Regions from separate parts of the Mus musculus genome. Here region 1 is linked to region 2. The links are chromatin contacts, called in public promoter capture Hi-C maps. All regions are on one chromosome and are shown on one strand. The core of a region is the stretch at or near the end of the contact, and the rest is flanking DNA. Distances in the headings are between cores, read along the strand shown.

Region 1 (5,102 bases), core at 1,521-4,020, 460 kb after region 2:
AGAAATGAACTTTGAACTCTACTTAACTTTTAGGTGAGTTTAAAGTGACTTCAAATTAAAGTGGGTTTGTTCTTTATAAACATGAGAAGATGGGAGAGAGTTCTTCAAATAGCATGCAAAAGCTGTGATTTGGAAATTTTAACTAACTTTATATCAAAATTACATTTTGTGGGCCCACCTCAATGGGAAAGTGCTTGCTTAGCATGTGTGAACCCCCAACACTTTGTTTCCCAACACTGGAAACAAAGAAGAAAAGAGAGAGTGGGAGAAAGAAGAGGAGGGTGGAGGGAGAAAGGGAGGGAAGGAGAGAGGGAGGGAGGGAGGACTTGTAGAGCAAAGATTTATAACATGCATGTCTGAAGAGCTGGGATTGTGGCCCATGCCTGCAACTTTAGGCACTTAGGAGGTGAAGGCTGACTCCTTGTCTGCATAGAAAGTTTGAGGCTGCTGGGCGTGGTGGCGCACGCCTTTAGTCCCAGCACTTGGGAGTCAGAGGCAGGCGGATTTCTGAGTTCGAGGCCAGCCTGGTCTACAAAGTGAGTTCCAGGACAGCCAGGACTATACAGAGAAACCCTGTCTCGAAAAAACCAACAAAAAAAAAAAAAAAAAAAAAAAAGAAAGTTTGAGGCCAGCCTGAGCTACAAGAGACATCACAACCAACCAACCAACCAACAAACATATAAACAAGACCTCTGATAAAAGATGCTGGGTCATCAAACCGTGGTGGCTCTGGCCTATATGGTAAGACCCCTCCAAGAGAGAGAAAGAGAGAGAAGGAGAGAGAAAAAAGGCTTTGGGAAACAGATTAAAATCAGGTAGGTCACTCCACAGGGAAAAAACCGATGAGCTGAGCACAGTGGCTCATTCTGTCAGGCAGGACCTAGAGGCTGGAGCAGAAGTATTGGCTACAAGTTCAAAGCCAGCCTGAGCTACATAGTGAGTTCCAGGCAACCTAGAATGAGACTCTATCTCAATAACAACAAAAAGTGGGACAAAACATTTAAATATCCACAAGGAGGATACCTGAGTGTAGAAACTGACAATCCTGAAGAGACTCAGCACACAGCAGGTGCTCTGCACCAACAATGCCCAGCATCTACTTATAAATTAAAAGATGTGGAGAGCCATAAAAAGAAGAAAAGTCAACTACTGAGAGCTGACCCAGGAGTGGCAAGATGCTGACATTCTCACACACGGGTTTAACTGCCTACGATAGCAGGATCAGTCACTGGAAACAACGGAGGGAGGGAGGTATTGCAGAGGACAAGATGGAGCCACAGAAGGAGTTCAGGGACACGCATAAGTTATCTTACCTAAAGGTTAGAGAAGAAAACTCTAGATAGTTCATAAATAAACAAACAGCCTGTGGGAGCAGCACAGTGTACTGGAGTATAGGCTAGAAGCAGACAGCAGCCTAGAGAGGAGCGGGCAGCATGCTACAGCACCAAAACCAGGTATGACCAACCTAGCTTATTACCCCCAGCAAAAGCACCCTTCAGAAGCAAAGGCAACAACAACTACACATAGAAAAAAACACTTAAAGACTATAAAGAGTAAGGTATAATTCTTGTTTTTCTTATTTATTTGTTGATTGACTGATTGACTGACTGACTGATAGGGTCTCTCTACATAGCCCTGGCTATTGTGGAACTTACTATATAGACATGGTTAGCCTCAAATTCACAGAGCTCCTCCTACCTTTGCCCCCAAGTGCTAGGATTAAACGCATGTGCTACCATGCTCAGCCAGGTGGAAGCTTTAAAGTAGTCTAGAGATAATTTTCTGATTTTTCAGAATTCATCACTAACTGAACTCTGAGAGCCATTGAGAGCAATTTTCCAGCAGAAGGAGAGTGAGGATAAGAGGAAACACCTGGGCAAACACACGCCGATGTCCACTCGCCCAAAATTATGATGCCATTTACCGGGCATTACTCACAAACTGAGGAGTTAACTGCAATGGGAGGAGACTGGCTTAGCCATAAAAAGAACAAACCTCTAACACACACCACATGACTACTGAACCTCAAATACGCATGGCTCTAAAGGCACAAACTCAACCACTAATAACATTACTTGACTGAACCTCAGCTGTCTAAGGTTCTAAAGGTACAGCTGCATTGGATTCCCATTTATACGACACAAAACAGGCCCATGGTTGCCAAGAGATGAAGGAAAGAGATGGCCTTGAGGGGGCCGAGAGATGGTCAAGAAGGGGTATCAGCTTGCCTCTCCACTGCAAGTCTCCACTGTGGATAGACGTCCAGAACTGCTGGTATCTGCTTAGACTCAGAGAGTAGCTTTTACTCATGCAAATGCCAAAAGTTACCAAAGAGGGGAAGGATAAATGATAACCAGCCATTTAAGGTAAAAAATAATAACCGATCTCAAGACTCACTGCTCAGAGAAAGGAAAGCTGTGGTTGCAGGGAGGTCGGGAGTTGTGCAGGAAGGCAGAGTACAAGACAGGACACAGATGCCAGCTCAGGGCTGCAGAGGAAGGCAGAGTACAAGACACAGATGCCAGCTCAGGGCTGCAGAGGAAGGCAGAGTACAAGACAAGACACAGATGCCAGCTCAGGGCTGCAGAGGAAGGCAGAGTACAAGACAAGACACAGATGCCAGCTTAGGGCTGCAGACACACGCTGTGCCAACAGGAACAGGAGAGGGGTGCTAGGAACTGACCAGAAAGGAGAAGAGCAAGGAGCACAGAAAGGAGACCTAGCAGCAGCAGCAGCAGCAGCAGCAGCAGCAGCAGCAGCAGCAGCGTAGGCCGAACCCAATACCTTCAACCACATAAGACTGCTTGTCAGATAGGACTAAGCTAAACATGTCCAGCCAGCCAGCCACCATCTATAAGAAATGGACTGCAGATGGGAGAGTTAAATGAGGAGCCAACAGTCGGCTAATGATTCAGGCAGCTGGAGCTGCAGTGGTGGAGCACTTCCTTAGTATGAGTGAGGCCTTGTGGAAGAGAGGGAGGAGGAGGAAGAAAGAAAGAAGGGGCGTAGTAAGGGGGGGGGGGCTGGACTGGATCTATTAACATAAAATTAGACTTCGGAGATGGATCAGTTCCATGAAGTACACAAATTACCATGACATGAACAAAATGAGAGGGAAGATCTCAATGGCTCCATATCTAAGGTAATTAAAGGAAATTGTAATTGGTAATAATACTGGCAGTTAAAATAAACTGAGAAGTTAAAGACTTCTCACAATTAGGAGCAACATACACCAGGCTTGAGTGGACTCAGCAGTGTCACACTCCTACCCAGAGTTAAAGCAGGAAATATCATCAAACTTATATGAACTTTCTCAGAACAACAGAGGAGGAGGCTGGAGAGATGTCTAGTGGTTAAGAGTGATTATTGAGGGCTGGAGAGGTGGCTCAGCCGTTAAGAGCTCGGACTGCTCTTCCAGAGGTCCTGAGTTCAATTCCCAGAAACCACATGGTGGCTCTCAACCCTCTGAAAAGGGATCCAATATCCCCTTCTGCTGTGTCTGAAGACAGCAACAGTGACAGTGTACTCACATACATAAAATAAAAGTAAAATCTTAAAAAAAGAGTGTTTATTGCTCTTTTAGAGTACCTGAGTCTAGTTCCCAGCACCCACATCACTTACAGGACCACAGCCACCTCTAACTCCAGCTCCAGGGGATAGAATACCTCTGTGCACTCAGGTCCATGCTTGTGGACATGTGCATGTGTGCTCATGTGTGTGCGAACACGAACATACATACATACACACACACACACACACACACACTCACTCACTCACACACTTAAAAATAAAGTAAATCTTAGGAAAAAGATGAAAAACCCATAGCTGGGTGTGGTGATCCAGCACTCAGGAAGCACGTGTGGGAATCTCTGTAATTTCAAAGCCTGCCTAGTTTATTTGAGGGAATTCAAGGATAGCCAGAACTACAGGGTGAGACCCTATCTCAATTAAAACAACAACAACAAAGTAAAGAACAAAACTAAAACCCAGTGAAGACAAGATGCACAGGGCCAGTGTTCCCGCTGCTAAATCAGGCAGGTAACACTTCTTTAGCCCCAGGAGTGGGATCTTTGTGAGTACGAGGCCAGGCTAGTCTACATCATGAGTTGCAGGCTAGGCAGGGCTACAAAATGAGACCCTGTCTCAGACAATCAGACACTCAGACAAATGGACAAACAGATGAAAACACAAAAGAAACACAGATCAGCAGCTTTCATGAACACATGAACTTTCTCCAGCAAAACTAGCAAAGGGCAGCTGGAATGTGTAGTCACTCTATCTTGTCACAAGAATGCAAGGACAGCTCAACACGGGAAGAGCTCCTAATAGAAAATTAGAAAAAGGGGGAAGGGGAAGGCGGGATGACCCCTGAGGCAGTGAAATACTGTCCCCATATGGCAGGCAGGGGTAAGTGACATTCCAAGGAACCTCTGGACAGCCTGGGACTGAAACACAAGGTGCAAAGCAAGACTACATAAAAATAAAAATAAAATCCTATGCAGTATAACTCACGGCAACAGTGACTCAAACCAACCCCTAGGTCTGTGCCAAACACAGGAAGAAACATAAGAGCCTGCTTGGGTGACTGGACACACTTCCTGCTCACAGCCTCTGTGAGCTAACATCAAACATCTGTGAGTGAGCTCAGGACTGCCAGAGAAAGGATGGCACATCCTCAGAGTGGACCCTTACTCGGCAAGAAAAAAAATGAAACAGCTATCCGTCCTTCAGTACAATGGTTCTTAAGGTCGAATGCTGGTCACTAAAGTCTGGACACTTGAAATGCTGTATGTCTGAAATGCCCAGATAACACCAAATACGTAGACTGGACAGGAGCTGGCGAGTGTGGGGAAGTAAAGTGACCGTGTGGGGCTTTCTAGACATGGAGAATCACATTCTAAAGCTGACTGGGGGTGACGGCTACTTGATTGGGAATGATCCCAAACCATTGGGCTTCAATGCTCTCAGGAGCAATGGCTATGCCCCACTGATTCCACGTGTACGATATGGTGACCAGAAGCCACATGGGATCCAGTGGCTCAGAAGCTCAGGCATCTGAAGTGCCAGTTGCTCAGAGGTTGGCCCTGCCCACTCCGCCCTAC
Region 2 (4,859 bases), core at 595-3,094:
TGGGGCAGAGATCAGAGAAAGCACTCAAGTCTCTCTCAACACATGCAGGCTGCTGCTCCAGCAGCTGGGTGCAACAGGATTCAAGCCTCTCTGAGGCTCCTTGCTGCTCTGCGGAAGATCTCCCCCTCCCAAGCCTTGTTCCGAGCTGGCAGGTCCTGGATTTGGTGCAGCAGTAGTCTTCACAGGTTTTTCAGGCAGGACCCCACATGCATGTGTAGGAGAGAGATGACACTAGAGGATGCATGTGTGTGTGTGTGTTTGCTGAGGTAGGAGGGACTGTCCTGGAGTTAGATGACGTTAGATCTGTGCTCTAGGATCTTCCCTGCTTCGCATCCTGCACCTCAGCAGCCAGAGCGCTTCTAGTCGTGAGGATCTGTAAGAGGCAAAGGGAGGCGGGTGGAGTCATGTCTGTGGTTTTGGAGTCCCTGATCTTGTTCTGTCATGACAAAAGGTCCTGTCAGATGTGGTTACACAGACTTAGGGTCCTAAGCATGGGAGGAAGCAGCAGCAGAAGCAGGAACTCAAGACCAACCTGGCCTATAGACTCTTTCCTCAGAAGAGCAAAACAAAAAATCTGAGCCCAGAAACACGCATGGGCAGGCCTGAGGTCACCATCTTGGTATCAGATTCAGGGTCACAGCCCTGGACACTTTTTTTCCTGAGTTGTCTGTGTAGCTGCTGTGTCCTGCCCCACACCTTACAAGGCCCTTCCCTCTGTCTCAGGGTCACCATAATTTTTGGATATTCCTTCTGGGAATGCACTGCTCAATCTTTGTTATGCTTGCTTCTAGCCCCAGCCTCTCCGGGGGGAAGTAGGACTGGCTAGATCGAAAGGCTTCAGTCCGTCTTTTGAGTCTTGTGGGCTTGCCTTCCTGAAACTGCTAGCTGTCCCTCTGGGCCCCTCTCACCTGTGCTTATGTCTTTGGGGAGCTGCCCGGTCTCCAGGAAGAGCCAGAGATTGCTGCATTTCTGACACTCCATACTTGTCACTCTGTAGCTGGCCACAGATCCTGCAACTGGAGAACAGGAAGCAGGAGGGTGGGTGCACTTTTCAGAAGGGGACCTGGCACAAGCTAGTTCTGGGCAGACAGGGTGGGTAGGCTGCAGCCCAAACAGGTTGGATCGCAGTCAGGGTTTTATTGGAAACACACCAACACTGTAGAGTCACTGGTAATGGATGCATTTCAGGGCCTAGGCACCCACCGTGGAGTACTCACTGGCAGACACTAGGAAGCTCCACTGCACAGGGTATGGAAACTTCCTCTTAATGAACATCAGCAGGCCAAAAGTCGCACCAGTGCCTGCCAAGAGCCAAGCAAAGTGCTGGTCAGGGTACCTGCTGCACCTGCAGGCAGGATGACTTGGCGCCGCCTGCTGGACAGACAGGGTGGGACGAAAGGTTACATTTTTACCCCTTTAAGGAATTCTTTTGCTCCCCAAGACCTCTTACCTGTGACAAAAGTGAAAACGCCCTTCATGAAGGCGTGCGACTGGCAGGCAGCAAATTCCTCGAGTCCCTGGGATTAGGGGGCGGGGAAGGTGTTCGTGGCTCAGTTCTCTTTCCTCGCCTCCTGCTTCTCCTTTAGCCACGACCTGGCCTTGGCGAGGGAGAATGGATATATTCCACCCTCCCCTAAACCCATTTAGCGTGCCCTATCCCTAAGTCAGGAGGGTTCCCCCACTCCTCCACTCCCTGACAGGGCTTCCCCTGCCTCTACTTTGCCTCAGGTCAGCATCGTAGGGTCAGCTCTCTGGCCCCCAGGCTAGCCTTCTCACCGGGTGCCTGGCGGCCACGGCGTCATCCACACGGGACAAGCCCAGATTCACCATGGTTGGTCAGGTTCTGCCAGGGAGGACTTGGGGGGCGGGGCGGGGCTCAAGACTCGGGCCTGCGCAGAACGCAGAACGTAGCAGAGACAGTCAAGCTCTGTCCGGCTTAGGGGGCGGGACCTATAACCGCGAGCTTCTGATGGGCGTGACAGAGCAGTTGAAATTGGGGGTTTTGTGACCTCGAACCAGGCCTAACTTTCCTCACCCCTCATTTTCATACTCATAGAGCACATTGATTGTTTTTGTTTTTGTTTTAGATTTATTATATGTAAGTACACTGTAGCTGTCTTCAGGGAGTCACATCTCATTACAGATGGTTGTGAGCCACCATGTGGTTTCTGGGATTTGAACTCAGGACCTTAGGAAGAGCAGTCCGAGCTCTTAGCCACCGAGCCATCTCTCCAGCCCCCACATTGATTGTTCTTACTACATGAGATGGGACTTTAAGACTACAGTTAAGGGTTCTCTCTCTGAAAGGCACAACAGAATTCCAGAAGTTCACTCGAACCCTTTTTTGGTGTCAGGGCATGGGGTCCTATGGAAAAGTTCACAGAGTTCCTCGCCCTCTTCCTCCACTCCCCGCTTCTTTCTCTTCTTCCCCCTCCCCTCTTTTCTTTAAGAAAAGGGTTCTCTGCTTAGCCCTGGCTGTCCAACTTGCTCTGTAGGGCAGTCTGGCTTCCAACTCAGAGATTTGCCTTTTTTTGCTTCCCAAGTACTGGGCCTAAAGGCATGTGCCACCATACCCAGATACACATTTCGTTTCCTTCCTTCCTTCCTTTCCTCCCTTCCCTTCCCTTCCCTTCCCTTCCCTTCCCTTCCCTTCCCTTCCCTTCCCTTCCCTTCCCTTCCCTTCCTTTCCCTTCCTTCCTCCTTTCCTTTCCTTTCCTTTCCTTTCCTTTCCTTTCCTTTCCTTTCCTTTCCTTTCCTTCCTTCCTTTTCCTTCCTTCCTTCCTTCCTTCCTTCCTTCCTTCCTTCCTTTCCTTCCTTCCCTTCCCTTCCTTCCTTCCTTCCTTCCTTCCTTCCTTCTTCTTTTCCTTCTTTCAAGATGATAATTGGGTGCTTAGAGAGATGGCTTGGCAGTTAAGAGTGCTCTCTCTATTTCCAGGGCTCTCATGCAGCTCATAACCGTTTGTAGCTTCAGTCCCAGAGATCCACTCTCCTTGTTTGGCTTCCACAGGTAGTAGGTACATGTGCTACACAGACATATATGCAGGCAACACACACACACACAGGAAATGAAAAGTTTTTTTTAAAAGGTTGATTATTGCTTATTAATTAAATAATATTTCAAATAAAATCTAGAGCAACACAGATACTTCTAAAAGTAAAAAAGCCCCACAAGTGTTGCCATCTGGCATTAGCTGGTACCAAACAGTGGAAGAGTCATGAAGAAGGGGCTCTACAGGGATTCCCAGTCAGTGCCTGTTCCCTTCAGGATTCTTGGGAGCCCCGGGGTATCTAGGGAGAAGCCCTTGAGTGGGCACCCCTCTGTCTTCAGACCCCCACTCCAGCCTCTGTTGTCTCCCTTCTCCCACCTGGCTTCTGAACCTTCCCCCGCCCTTCCTGCTGCTCTATGGAGAACAAGTTGGGTTGTATTCCTGGCCCAGGCTCTAAGATACCAGCTTCCCTAACATAGGAACAGTGGCTGTCCCTGGTGTCCCCAGATTTGCCCCAAAGAGTGACTCCAGTTTGTTGCTATGGTCCGTGTGTCCTCATGGATGAAGGTACTATCTGTGTCCCCCCTTATGCTGGCACCTATTGCACCCCATTTCTCTTGGCTTAGCTGTTGGGTGCTTCTCCTCCTCAGGGCCCCCGTCAGTAGGCCTCACCCATGTTGCTCCTCCACCTCCCTCACTTGCTGCTCGCTTTTCTCTGCCAGGTGACCGCCAGGATCCCTAATGATTGGCAAGGCTGGCTGTGTGCTTATCAACGGTCAGGGAGCTCCTGGCCGGCCTGCCTGCTCATGTGGAGCATCTTTCCCATGGTGGGTCCTGTCTTTGAACTCCTGGGCCTAAGCCTGGACATAACACTGCTCTGTTATTATGGGGCTGACTGTAGGCCACCTCCTCTGAACCTTCCAGGAGAGAGAAACCTGTTTTTTGAGAATGAGCCAAGGATGGCTCTCAGCAACACTCAGTCGTTTGGGCCCCAGTTTGCTCTTAGGTATGGTGTGACCTTCTGCCCAGTGTGAGCATCTGCCCAGGGACCCCTGAGCTCCTGGCCAAGCCTCCGGCTCCCCAAGGCTTCCCTGTGTCTGTCAGCAGGACACTGTCCTCCCAGAGTTCCTGAGGTCTCCATCCTCGGATTGTTTGCCTTCTGTTTCCTGGGGCTAGACTATACTCAGCCCTGGCCACTTCCATCTATGTCCCTTGTGCCCAGGGTAGCCATAGAGTTGCTGTGGTAGAAGAGACTGTGGGAAGGAACTCCAGGCCCCGTGAGACCCTTGCTGCACTTCTCTGTTCAGGGCTACAGCAGGGACCGAGTTGGTGTCGAGTAGGCCTTTCCACTCATTAATGGGTTTGTTTCTGGAAGCGGGTCTTGGAAGGCTGAGCTGACTCCTTCCTGGTGCTGCTATATTGGTGGCTTTCTGGGTCTCAGCCTCAAGGCCACCATGGATGTGTGGGGTCCTCCCTTGCCTGCTGCCCTTCGATGCTGCAGACTCTCACAGTGATCAGGCCTCTGCTTCTCTGACCTTTATTAGTGCATAGTAGTCAGGGCTGGACAGTGTCCAGAGGGGAGTGTAGAGAGCCCACAATAGATAAGCACACAGACTTCAACTTCTAGAGATCCCTCCCTTCAGTGTCCCCACATGGCCTGGACATGGCTGAAAGGCTGGGTGGAGACTGGGGCACCTTAAGATGCTCGGATTTTCATCTCGGCAACCTTGTAGGAGTAGTGGTGACCTTGGCCAGTTCCCCAGTTGATGCCATCCGCATAACTCTCATGGGAGCCAGACAAGTAGCGCCCGTTGAGGTTGGACTGGTGGCAGTTGTGGTACCACCAGGCTCCATGGAACAAAGCTGCACAGT

Evidence for each region. Promoter capture Hi-C pulls out the DNA fragments that hold promoters and counts their contacts.
Region 1: a contact with region 2 is called in a promoter capture Hi-C map of cranial neural crest. The contact joins the enhancer-like site here to the promoter of Tmem141 in region 2. A contact is called at or near these places in 2 of 39 promoter capture datasets (cranial neural crest and trophoblast stem cells), 1 of 484 Hi-C or Micro-C datasets (embryonic retina) and 1 of 9 other capture datasets (adipose tissue).

The regions. Positions count from the first base shown.
Region 1 is chr2:26,078,506-26,083,607 of GRCm38.p6, forward strand. The region is part of intron 2 of Nacc2 (nucleus accumbens associated 2, BEN and BTB (POZ) domain containing); the gene reads right to left. Among named protein-coding and RNA genes, the nearest start is that of Nacc2, 11 kb to the right of the region's middle. Within about 2 kb of position 2,771, at least 7 of the 459 cell types and tissues checked have an H3K27ac peak or open chromatin away from gene starts, as enhancers often do.
Region 2 is chr2:25,620,158-25,625,016 of GRCm38.p6, forward strand. It overlaps Tmem141 (transmembrane protein 141), which reads right to left and starts at 1,845. Exons shown (of 5, transcript NM_001040130.3): 1 at 1,777-1,845; 2 at 1,451-1,517; 3 at 1,218-1,301; 4 at 909-1,016; 5 at 1-373. The coding sequence starts at 1,830. The coding sequence ends at 360. All of the region lies in intron 5 of Fcnaos (a long non-coding RNA gene), which reads left to right. Fcna (ficolin A) reads right to left here. Exons shown (of 10, transcript NM_007995.3): 10 at 4,510-4,859. The coding sequence ends at 4,684.